3 separate regions of the Mus musculus genome follow, and regions 1 and 3 are each linked to region 2. The links are chromatin contacts, called in public HiChIP or PLAC-seq and promoter capture Hi-C maps. All regions are on one chromosome and are shown on one strand. The core of a region is the stretch at or near the end of the contact, and the rest is flanking DNA. Distances in the headings are between cores, read along the strand shown.

What was found. HiChIP or PLAC-seq counts read pairs in DNA pulled down with a chosen protein or histone mark. Capture Hi-C pulls out chosen DNA fragments and counts their contacts.
Region 1: a promoter capture Hi-C map of liver shows a contact between it and region 2, with 5 times the contacts expected there. The contact joins the promoter of Pfn2 here to the promoter of Spg20 in region 2. A contact is called at or near these places in 1 of 115 datasets of contacts at active chromatin or transcription factors (astrocytes) and 1 of 9 other capture datasets (liver).
Region 3: a contact with region 2 is called in an H3K27ac HiChIP or PLAC-seq map of embryonic stem cells, with 9 times the contacts expected there. The contact joins the promoter of Wwtr1 here to the promoter of Spg20 in region 2. A contact is called at or near these places in 1 of 39 promoter capture datasets (liver) and 3 of 115 datasets of contacts at active chromatin or transcription factors (astrocytes and embryonic stem cells).

What each region holds. Positions count from the first base shown.
Region 1 is chr3:57,845,880-57,850,090 of GRCm38.p6, forward strand. It overlaps Pfn2 (profilin 2), which reads right to left and starts at 1,878. Exons shown (of 3, transcript NM_019410.3): 1 at 1,472-1,878. The coding sequence starts at 1,603.
Region 2 is chr3:55,109,636-55,113,686 of GRCm38.p6, forward strand. Spg20 (spastic paraplegia 20, spartin (Troyer syndrome) homolog (human)) reads left to right here and starts at 2,473. Exons shown (of 9, transcript NM_144895.2): 1 at 2,473-2,582.
Region 3 is chr3:57,573,466-57,577,338 of GRCm38.p6, forward strand. Wwtr1 (WW domain containing transcription regulator 1) reads right to left here and starts at 2,411. Exons shown (of 7, transcript NM_133784.3): 1 at 2,136-2,411; 2 at 1,358-1,792. The coding sequence starts at 1,788.

The sequences.
Region 1 (4,211 bases), core at 628-3,127, 2.7 Mb after region 2:
TTTCTAGCCACCACTCTTTTCTCTCCAACTTGCCTTGCCCTTCCATTCAATAACCTGCTTTCCTTCTGGACAAATGCAGAGTGATTCTGTCTACAGCACTGCGGTAGCAACAGCAAAATCAGAGAGAAAATGGAGGGGCATTGGTAAAGAAAGTGAGGTAGCCACCAGAACCGGAAAAGAGAATCTGTTCATTCTAACGTTCCATGAATAAGAAGGAAGGCGTCGCCCCCATCAGAACTGCAGAGTCATAGCAGGCCCCAGCCATTTCCAAGCATACTCCCGCAATATTCTTAAGCCAGACAGCGGGAACTCACACACAAAGACAAGACTGCAGAAAAAAAAGTTAATCACCAAATGTCAATTCGCTATAGGAACTGTGGCCTCCCACATGGGGACAGGAGATCTTAAAGCACTCCTGTCACAGACTGAATCCACACTAATTTGTTAAACCACATTAAGTAGTAAAATGCTGAGCACCTGTGATATGGGACTTGAATTCTGTTATGTGGTAGGGGAGGGAGTGGGAGTGGGGAGCAAAGAAATTAAGAGAATGGTCCTGTACTTGATACTGGTGTCAAAATCTTAAAGAGCATTGCATAGAAACAAGCATAACAATAAGCAGTGTTGGAGACTGGTTGACGAATATTCTCCAAATGTGTGGCAACCCAGTCAAAAGCCATCAAGTCACATGAAAAGGAGGCACCGTGAAGCATAAATCGGTATTAGTTCTTTTACTACCATCACTAAAGAGGGAGTGACTTGGAGAAGTGTTATCCCCCTCCAGCGACTCCCCAGATTTTTTTAAATCACCCTTAAACCATCCCCTTTTTAGAGCTATGTTGCGTAACTGGGGATAACAGTATATCGATGAATCTCTATAGGTGGAGAAGAGAAATCAATGGCAGTTCGCCATCTTGGAGGAAAAAAAAAAAAAACTATAGAACCACAAGCTGAAGTAGATTCACCATTCCACCTACGTGGTCCGCGTACCTTTCTCTCCAGCCTAGGCGGCCTGGACACCCGCAAGCCTACGCAAAGTCACTCCATTAATTCCCGGGATCCGGCCACTGCCGCCTCCCACATTCCGCGCTCACAACCGAACCAGATCCAGGGCCAGCCTGCCGCCCAGATTCCCCCCGCCCACACCCGGGGACCCGCACTGCAGCCCGCAGGGCTCCCCGAACGCCGAGGGCCTCCCGGGGAGGCGTCCCCTCCTCCACCCTGGCAGCCGCAAGCCGGGGCGCCGCCGGGGCGAAGAGTCCGGCCGCCCCGCCCCCGCGCGGCCTCGGGCAGCATCCCCAGGCTCAGCTGCCCGCAACCGGGCTCCGGCTGCATCCCCTTCCTCGCGGGCGGGCGAGGAAGCCGGCGGTACCCTTCCCTTCAGCCCTAGCCGCATCCCTTCCTCGCGGGCGGGCGTCCCCTTCTCAGAGGCCCGCCGCACACCTGCCGGCTTGGCGCCCCCGGGCCTCACCGTGATGCTCTGGAAGACGCCCCCGGCCGTGGCTGCCCAGACGTATTTGGCGTCGCAGTAGCCGACAATGGCGGCCTCCTGGCAGCAGCCATCGCACATCAGGTTATCCACGTAGCTCTGCCAACCGGCCATCTTCGAGCCCTTCGCACTGCAGCGGGGACGGCAGGAGCAGAGGCGCAGCAGCGGCAGCGGCGGCGGCGGCGGCGGCGGCGGTGGAGGCGGGGCGGGGGCGGGGAGGAGGCGGCTCTGCGCAGGCACCGACCGCCCCTCTCCGGGGAACTGCGGCGGGCGGTGACAGGACCCGCAGCGGGGAGCGCCGGGCGGCCGCGGCCGCGGGGCTCAGGAGCCGGCGGCGGAGCGACGCTGGCAGCGGGGCTGGTGACGGCCGTCTCACACCGCCGCAGCTCCCTCGGCTCTCCGCGGCCGGCGGGATGTGCGCGCGCGTGCGTGCGATCCTTCCGCAGCGCAGCCGGCGAGGGTCCCCGGGAGGGCGGGGGAGCCGAGGCGGGGGCGCGGAGGGATACCGCCGGGGACAATCACGGCCCACACGTGCGGGAGGCGAGTGGGCGTGCGGCTGGGGCGCGGCGGCGGAGGCCTCACCACCGGCTAGGAGGCGAAGCAGCTTGAGTGGGCGCCGTGGGGTGCCGGAGCTCTGGGCGCCCAGCGGCCACGCTCACCTCTCAAGCGCCCGCTCGGGGACGCGGTATTGACAGCATCGGTGTCGGGTGGCAGGGTTGCCCTGGTGACGGGATGCGGAGGGTTTACCCTTTGTAGTGGGAGCGGCCAGTGCGGATGGCCCACACTTGGGGAGGTGTCTCTTAGAAGACCTTGGCCAGCTGCGCCTGCACGCTCCTGAAATCAGAGCAGCTCTATGCTCTTTGTTGCCTCCTTTGAGTACAAGGAACTTCAGGTTCAGTGGAGCTTTTGCCCTGAACCCAGTGCTGCTCATCATGAGTGTGGCTCAGTCGTCCAGAAATTCTAAACAAAACAGACCCTATGTGCACCTGGTAACTGCAAAAGTTAGTGTGCGTTAAATACATCCATGAAATACAAAGAATAATCAAGCTAGAAAAGGAGTCATTGAACTAGACCAGTGGTTCTCAAACTTCCTAATGTGACCCCGTGATACAGTTACTCATGCTGTGCTGACCCCCAACCTTAAATTATTTTGTTTCTATTTCATAACTGACATTCTGTTAGTTATGAATCATACTGTAAATATCTGATGTGGAGGATATCTGATATGTGACCCCAAAGGGTTTGAGGCCCACAGGTTGAGACCCACTGTACTAGATGGTGAAAATAGTTCAGAATCTAGATCTGAGGAAGACTTGTATAAGACAGGGTGGGAAGTGGTTTAAGGGTCTCTGAACATTCACCTACATCTTTATTAATTTTATGTGCTGGGTCTAGACCCAGCATCAGATGTTCCCCAGTGATGACTAGTTTAAATGGATGACAAACTTGACCTGCCTATTAAGGGAAAGAAAGCTCCAATAGATTGCAAGCTGTTGTCAATTTTAAAGTTGTGGGGTACACTGACAATTTTATAATAGCATCACTGAACTTTTGCTTATTTATTTATTGGACTTTAAAAAATAAAACTAATGTCCTAGTGTTCTGATCGCTGTGAAGAGACACCATGACCACAGCAACTCTTTTTTTTTCCATTTTTATTAGGTATTTACCTCATTTACATTTCCAATGCTATACCAAAAGTCCCCCATACCCACCCACCCCCCACTCCCCTACCCACCCACTCCCCCTTTTTGGCCCTGGCGTTCCCCTGTAGACCACAGCAACTCTTACAAAGAAAAAAAAATTAAAAGGGACTGGCTTACAGTTTTAGAGGTTTAGTCCATTATCATCATGCTTGGGAGTATACAAGCTGACATGATACAGAGGCATCGCTGAGAGTTCCACATCTAGATCCCAAAGCAACAAGAAGAGTCCTGGTCCTGAATTTGAACTTTTGAAACCTCAAACCCCACCCACAATGACATACTTCCTCCAACAAGGCCACACCTCCCAATCCTTCCTGTGTAGTGTCATTGATGACTAAGCATTCAAATGTATGAGCCTTTGGGGACCATTCTCATTCAAACTACCACAGGTAGGACTAAGACCATGGAAACTAGAGGAGGGCCAACAACAGAGTAGTCAGCTGTCAAGTTGGGACAGTATTTGTCCTCCTGTTTGGAAGATAGAGAATTCTGCTCCTTATACAGGAATCTGTCCACTTCTGCCTTTGTGTCCTCATCTGATTTAATCTCCCTTACTCTTTCCTATTTATCATTCTGCCTGTTTGTCACAATCATTTTAATTCTTAACTTTTATTATCACCTTAAAAAAATAAAGATGGGGTGGAGAAATGGTTCAGTAGTTGGGACTGGGTGCTCTTCTACCAGGTCCCGGGTTCAGTTCTCAGCATCTATATGGCAGCTCACAACTGTCTGTAACTCCAGTTCCAGGGGATCCATAGCACCAAGTATGCAGGTGGTATACATATATATGCATGCAGGCAAAATACCAAGATGCATAAAATATTTTTTTTAATTAAAGATGGGGCAGGGGGTGTAGTGTCACATATCTTTAATCCCAGCACTAGGAAGGCAGGCTCAAAAGGAACTCTTCAATTTGAGGTCATGTCTTAGTCAGGGTTTCTATTCCTGCACAAACATCATGACCAAGAAGCAAGTTGGGAAGGAAAGGATTTATTCAGCTTACACTTCCACACTGC
Region 2 (4,051 bases), core at 1,223-3,722:
AGGAGCCCTCATTGCTAGCCAAGTCATCCATATCATGCTGACCATTTAAAATGCAATGGTAATACTTAATCAGAGATATCAAACTGATCAAAGAGGATAAAAAGCCTCAGATAAAACTTTTACCCTAATTTTACATATGCTGCATACTTTTCATTGAAGCCATTAAAATATACGACACTGTGGTATTTTGTGGCTCTGTAAAACCCCAGAAAAAAAAAAGGGGGGGAATTGTTTTAAATTTAAGTCTCTACAAAGTTCCTAATAGAATGCAGCAAATGAAGAAACATCCCTTAAAAAACAAAACAAACAAACAAAAAATCCCTAAAACTCAATAAGAACAGCAACGTTTTTGGCATTTGAATCTAGTCTTTCTTTCTCTCCCTCACTCCTTCTCTCCCCTTCCCCCTTCTCTAATGTCACTGAAATGGAAACTACCCCAGATGCTTACAGCCAAGAGCAGGGTCCATGGCCAGCAGTTGAGAGGGATTTCCTCCCCAGAAGGAGGGGTCCCAGCATCTCTCCTACTACCTCTCCTCCCTGTTGCTGAAGCTAGGTTAGGGATGAGAATGGCTGCAAGTGTGTGTGTGTGTGTGTGTGTGTGTGTGTATGTGTGAGTGTATGTGAGTATGTGTGTGTGTGTGAGAGAGAGAGAGAGAGAGAGAGAGAGTGTGTGTGTGAGAGTGTATGTGATTGTGTGTGTGTATGTGATTGTGTGTGTGAGTGTGTATGTGTGAGTGTATGTGAGTATGTGTGTGTGTGAGTGTATGTGATTGTGTGTGTGTGAGTGTGTATGTGTGAGTGTATGTGAGTATGTGTGTGTGTGTGTGTGAGTGTGTGTGTGTATGTGTGAGTGTATGTGAGTATGTGTGTGTGTGTGTGTGTGTGAGTGTGTGTGTGTGTGTGTGTGTGTGTCCCATCTAGATACCACTAGAGGATGAAGACATTAATTTGAACACTGCATGCTGGAAATACCTGGTCCCAATCACTCCAAATTGTCAATCTTTGTAAAGCCATTTTGAAGTATTTCCTAGAAATTGAGTGTGTGAGTAACTATAATTGGTAGCAAGTAGATCTGTAGACAAGTGACTTAATTTTATTGCCTGAAGAAATGGAGGGATTCTTTGTCTAACACACACACACACACACACACACACACACACTAGATATGACATTGTAAAATGATTTTGAGCATATGATTTGAAAGCAGTTAAAGAATAAAGGCAGGATGCCATTATAAAATCCTACCTGATTCACTTAAACAAAATAAATAGGAGTGTGTCCTAGTTATATTTGTTGCTATGATTCAGAGGAATAAGAAGAGGTTTAACTCAGGTCACTGGTCCAGGTTATAATCCAGTATTATGAGAAAGTCAAGCAGGAAATCAAACATCTAGATATATCACACCTACAGTCAAGAGCAGGGAGAAAGGAATTAACTCAGGCTTGCCTGCCTGATTGCTTGTGCCTAGTGCATTTTCTCCATTCTTTCAAGGCCTCCTATCTTGGAAATGGTGCTGCCCACAGTGAGCTGGGTCATGCCACATCAATTAACTTAAGACACCCCCCACACATCCAACCTAACGCAGACCATCTCTCATCGGGACTCTACCCAGGTGATTACAGGTGGTGTCAAGAGAGGGAAAGGAATTTTACAACGACTGAATTATTTGAATCAAGATAAATGGATAATTTTATGAACAATTCTAACTAGGGGTAGACTTTGCTGGGCTGGTTTTGGTTACTTAACACTCCCACCAGTAAGGCAGGAGGACCGGAAAAAAAACCATCTTGCCAAACCCTTTTCTGCTTATCTTTTGATTACAGCCATTCTAATGAGACAGAAGTTACATCTCATTTTGATTTGAGTTAGCCTGAAGACTCGTGATAGTCACTATCTTTTGTTTGTTTGTTTGTTTGTTTTCGAGACAGGGTTTCTCAGTATAGCCCTGGCTGTCCCGGAACTCTCTTTGTAGACCAGGCTGGCCTCGAACTCAGAAATCTGCCTGCCTCTGCCTCCAGAGTGCTGGGATTAAAGGCGTGTGCCACCACGCCCGGCGGATTCACTATCTTTTGATATTCTTTCTGGTGGTCTGTATATCTTGTCTAAAGAAGGATCTACTCAAATCTTTTATTCACTTTTAATTGTTGCACTTATAAATTATTATGGTGTGTTCTTTATGGATTACAGAGCAAATAAAAAATAATGACCTCTTCTTCACTGCTGAGCCGTCTCTCCAGCCCCCAGCCTTGTGAGGTTTTTGTTTGTTAGTTTGTTTTGTTTTTATGTCACAGATTTAACACTTTGCACAGGTCAGGCAAGGTCCCAGGTTCCAGGCAACCATTTGTTCTCCCAATCCTCAGTGCCCGACCCAGGTCTCCCCCTGGCGGCCGGAAGCTGTCATTGCCGTGGCACTGCGGGTCCCTTCGGCGGCCCCAGGGCAGCCGGTACGGAGTGCGCAGGCGCGGTCCGACGTGGCCTGGGCCTGGCTGAGGCCGGAGGGTGTGTGGGGCCTGCAGTTGCGCGCTCTCCGTGGGCTCTCGGGCTCGGAGCGGACCGCTGGCTACCCGTGCGCCTTTGGAAGGTCAGAGTGGGCAGAAGCTCAGCTCCGCGCCGGTGTGGTGACGCGTGGGCGGGGCCGGACCTAGAGGGCGTCACGCGGGGCTTTGTGAGCCGGGTCCACCCCGGGACGCCCAGCGGGGGTGGGGGCTGCGGCCCGGGTCCAGGCGGCATCTTGCTGAGAGCCCTTCTGCCAAGGAAGTTTCCAGAAGTCCTGCTGAGGCTATTCCAGCTAGTACTGAAGGAGCCTTCGCCCATCTTTCGTCTCCTACAGCTCTGGCCCGGGGAGCGGCGCTCAGGTCCTAGATCCTCCTGCCCCAGGAACCCGCGCATCCCTGGTGCTGGCCCTCCCATCCTTGGTCCCTTCTTATCCCCGGCGCTGGTCCTTCAATCCTGCGCCCCCGCGCATCCTTGGTGTGCGTTTACCTATCCCTGATCCTCGCTTGTCCCTTGGTTCGGATCCTCCCATCCCTGATCTCTGGTGATCCCTAGTGTGCGTCCGCCACTGTTCCCTCTCCAAACCCCACTGGCTTTCTTGCTCCTCTACAGCTTGTCCAACGTTGGCAGCTGAAAGCGCCAGGAGCCACAACACTGGCAGTGAATGGAGCGGGCATTGGTAATTGGGATACAAGTTTACTGGCTTCCAGCATCTCAAAGGACCCCCGAGGCCTAACTTTAGGTCTAGAAAAGTTTTCTCTGGGAGTGTGTGTGGTTTTGTGAGGCTACTTTATTGCTCTAGTGTACGGCTGGTTCCGTTATTCCCCATGGTTGTGGGATTGCTTAAGGATCCTCGAGATTTGCTTTGTTGTATTATAAACGGAACGGTTTTTGATCGATGAAATGACCCTCGGATACCTAAGAATTTAGCAACTGTTTTAAAATTTTCAGAAGCAATTAAGTGAATAATGAGTGCTCCTAGTTCTGAGGGAACTGGTCTTGGTTGGTGTGCCTTCCTGATGGTCTTAATTGTGTTTGTGGAGGACTTGTTTGAAACAGGAAACCTCTGTATTTTGAGGAATGTGGTTTGTTGCCCACGTGGTGCGCGGTACAATCTGAAACATACAGTTCCCAAGCAAGAAAGAATTGTTGGAATGGTTCTAGAGTTGAACCCTCCCTGACAATCAGTCCCCCATGTTCCCGACCCAGATAGGAGGAGTGAGGGATGTAGCTTAGTACAGTATGCTCAGTATAGTTGATCATGAAATATTGTACACGTCAGAGAGAGACGAAAATCTGCTACTTTCATTTTAAAAATGTTATATCTGGGTGATGAGTAAATTAGCCTTATTTCATCATTCTATATTTAAATTAAAAGTCTGAATAATGGGACTGGAAAGATGGTTCAGCAGTTAACAGGTTATCTGCACTTGTAGAGTACCCAGTGCCCATTTCCAGCTTCACCGGAACCTCCCCTCCCCCACATATGCATAATTAAAAATACTAAAAAACAAATATTAAAAAATTAGAATAGTTCAAAAATCAGACTTCACAATC
Region 3 (3,873 bases), core at 1,161-3,660, 2.5 Mb after region 2:
TTAAAACCACTTGGTGCTCTTGAAGAGGACTGGAGTTCCGTTCCTAGCACCGAAATCCCAAATTAGGGGAGGGGGATGGAGCTCACACTGCCACCCCAGGGAATTAGACATCCTCTTCTGGCCTCCACAGGCACTTCATGTATGTGGTGCACATACATACATCCAGGCGCACACACATACACATAAAACTAAGTAAGTGCACGTGATGTCAACAGCTTTGGGATGAGGAAGAGCTGGGAACCAGGATGAGTCTCAGATATGCCCACAGCATCCACTGCCATCCGCTCATTCTTAGAGGGTAATCAAAGGACCAAAGATAGTTAATGCCAAGGAGGAGCTTGGCATTACATTTTTTAAAATAGTACGTGCTATCTTACATTTGAGCCTTTCAAAGCAAGGCTACTTCAGCAAAGGAACGGGGCTGTAAGATGAAGTTTAAGACAAGTTCTTAGATGTCTTCCCTTTGGGCAGGCAGCGCAGCCGAGCCGAGCTGAAGTGATTCTACACCAATGGCTCAGCCACAACTTCTTCGGAGGCCTTTTCTAACCTGACCCCTATGACCTCACTGGTTCTGATAACAATTCAAGTGCCAGCCCCGGCTTTCCCTCAAGAACTCCCTCTAGCAATTGAGAATACATTTCTCTGTTCGATCTAATTCAAAAAGCTGGATCTAATGTAAAATTCACAACCTCAAAAAGCTAGGCAGATAGGGCATGAAGGATGACAACGCACACTACTGCCCTGCCGTGACGGTATTTTAGGTTACCAAGTGTAACATAAGACTCCTGACCCAATTTCCACACAATTTGTTGGTCCAGCCCATAACTACTTTACAGTGCGGTTGGTAATTACATTACTGTGCTGTGTGGTCATTACGTCATCAGCTGGGAGAGGTAAAGCCCACCAGGCACTGTGTTCTTTTCCGGTTTGCTTTTCCTGAGTGACTGAAGAACCCAGACCACCTACTCACCTGGCTGTGAGCTAGCTAACTTAAGTGAAGGCGCTAAGGGCCTAAGACCCAGATTTAGGCCAAAGTCGCTCAAAATTCCTTTCCCCAAGTTTAAGTTTTCCAATGGCCTGGATCTCTTAGGGCTTAAGCAGTTTCCACTTCATGAAACGTTCTCTGTTCTAGTCAAGTACAACTCCCAGAGATTCATCCCCTACTTTTTTATCTTAGCAGATCTCTGAAGCACCTTGGAAGAGTCAGTCTCTCAGTCTCTCTCTGTCTCTCTCTCTCTGTCTCTGTCTCTCTTTCACACACACACACACACACACACACACACACACACACACGCCACGAACACACGAGCGTCCAGGGCATCACAACTTTGCCCCTCTTGACTGCCGGCAGACTTACTTAAGGAAGTATCTCTGGCCAGTGGCCGTGAAGGTCATCTCCCACCCGGGGGGCAACGGCAGCTCGTCGGTCACGTCATAGGACTGCTGGCGGAGATGTGCATGCTGCTGTGCAGGGCCTCCAGCGGCTCCCGCACCGGTGCCCAGCTGCAGGGATGCGGGCGACGAGTGCGAGCGGACGTGCTGCGCGCCGCCAGCTAGTCGAGGCCCCGGGTGGCCGCCTGATGAGTCTGTGCTGGATTGGCGCGAGTGCGAGCCGGAATCGGGCTCCTTAAAGAAGGACTCCGGGAGGATCTTTTTCCGCCATGAGCTGGGCTTGGGGTTCATGACAGAGTTGAAGAGGGCTTCGAGGTCGGTGTCCAGGTCCTGCGTGACGTGGATGACTTGCTGCCCTGGCGGCGGGAGCGGATGGGGCACCGAGGACGGATTCATCTTTCTACAAGAAAAAAGAAAGATCAGATCAGCCTTTTGGTGCAAGTCAGAGGAGGAGGGGGTAGTCCCGGGGAAGGACAGAGAGAACCTAGAGACAGTTAGGTATGGGTCCAGGGACCAGCCGGTGGGGGAGGGGGCGCCCCTGGCCTCCGAGATTATGCAACTTTCCCGCAACAGAGAAGCTCCCCTGAGCAGGCAGCCGCGGGAGGAAGGGGGGGGGGGGTGCCTGCACCAGACCCAGTCGCAGCTTCCCCTGCCCAATACCCCCACCGGCAACCCCAGGCGTCCCGACTGCGGTCGTCTAAGAGCCGGACGCCACAGAGGGTGCGGGGCGCGGCGGGAGCTACCTGGGGACTCGGGGAAGCCAAGCCTGGGCGCCTCCCGAACTGACGAGCTGGAACCCGGTCCCGGCTGGCAGATCCCGAGCGGATTCCCAGCAGCCGAAGGCTTATCCTCTTACATCCCCGGAACCGGCCTCGGGCGCTCCCACTGCGCGAGGAGGCGACAGAGAAGACGTAGACGAGCGCAGCCGCCGCGGCTCCCGGACTGTCCCATAAACAAAGTTTGAAGCAAACTCCCACCCTTAGGAAAGAGGCGGGCCGAAAGTGGAGCTGTTGAATTATGCATGACCTCCTGGCCGGAGCCAGCCTGCCCCACGCCCCTCCTCTTCCTCCTCCTCCCACCCTAGCCCGGCTGGCGGGGGTGGGCTGGGCACTTCGCAGCTCGGGAGAGACCGTGCCCCCGCCCCGCCGCGCCGCTCCGACCTCTCCCGCCGAGCGCCTATCTGCATTCCTTTGAGTTTACCACTGACTTGGGGCGGGATCAAAGAGAAAATGGTTCAAGCCTGTTAAATCAAGGGGTTATGGACAAAAACCAAATCGGAGAATAACGGAGGGCCCTCGGTTGAGGGTCCAAGGCCCAGAATGAGTCTGTCCTGAGCGCTTGCCCTCGTCTTAAGGGGAGCGCCCAGCACCCGGAATGTGGCACGGGGCGCGGATCTGCCAGAGGTCGGACCGGGGCGCACCCTGGCTCAGGGAGACACCCGCGAGGCCAGACTTTCCACGGAAGGCTGCTTAACGCTTGTGACCATATTTGGTCTGCTGGGGAGACAACTTGGCTGTTTGGCTTTCAGTTGTCTGCGAGACGGTTTCCCAAAAAGTGCCGCTGTTGCTGAAGATGCGGCTTCACCGAGGAGTCGATTGTAAACTACCAACTTTCAAGCCTTTCATCAATCCTTAGAAGGCCGAGACAAAGCTGCGTTCTAGAAGGCCAAGCAATTGCGCCCCCTTCCCTCCTCCCGCGGCGTTTGCGAGGGTAGTGGGAGGATTGGAATGTCCCTGGGTCGCTCTAGGGAGCCTGGAACTGGAATGGAACAGGGGCAGGTGGCTAGGATAGAGAGGGTGTGCCAGTGACCCGGAAAAAGCCACACAGCCTCCCACCCGACTGGACATGGGCCAGAGGTGGAGACCCCAGCCTTTGGAGAGAGGAGGTCTGGCCTGGTAAGACAGCTGCCGGGAAGAGGGAGGAGGCCTTGCCCTTCCCACTGCCAGCTGCTCAACTATTCCTTCTCTCCAAGAAAGGGTGGCTGCTTTTTAAGTTACATTCCAGAAAGCCCCTACCCGACCCACAGATTCTAATAGACAAGTTTATTAGATAGGTTAAATGAGGCAATACACGCAAAGCACTTTGCTTAGCCAAGGCTGCATGGAAGTTTGTCAGCAGAATTGTATCAAATGCAGGCACTGTGCCTCACCATATTAAAGAGAGACATAAAAGTCAAAATTAAATCCACAGTTGACAGTGCTACAGGAAAATGAAGACAACTGTGACCTAACAGCAAGGTGAAGGGACAAATGCAAGCCACTCCATCATTTTTACTTTAAGACAGAAGAGAGAACAAAACTGTGGCTCAGCTGGAAAAGATCCTTTCAGGCAATTCTGACAACCTGAGTTCGAATCCCACACACTACATGGTAGAAGGAGAGAACCAACTCTAGCCCCCACATGAGCCCCCAACACATTTTTTTTTAATTTTGAGACCATCTTTGATTAGCTGTGTCCTATCCCAGTACCCATACATGAGCT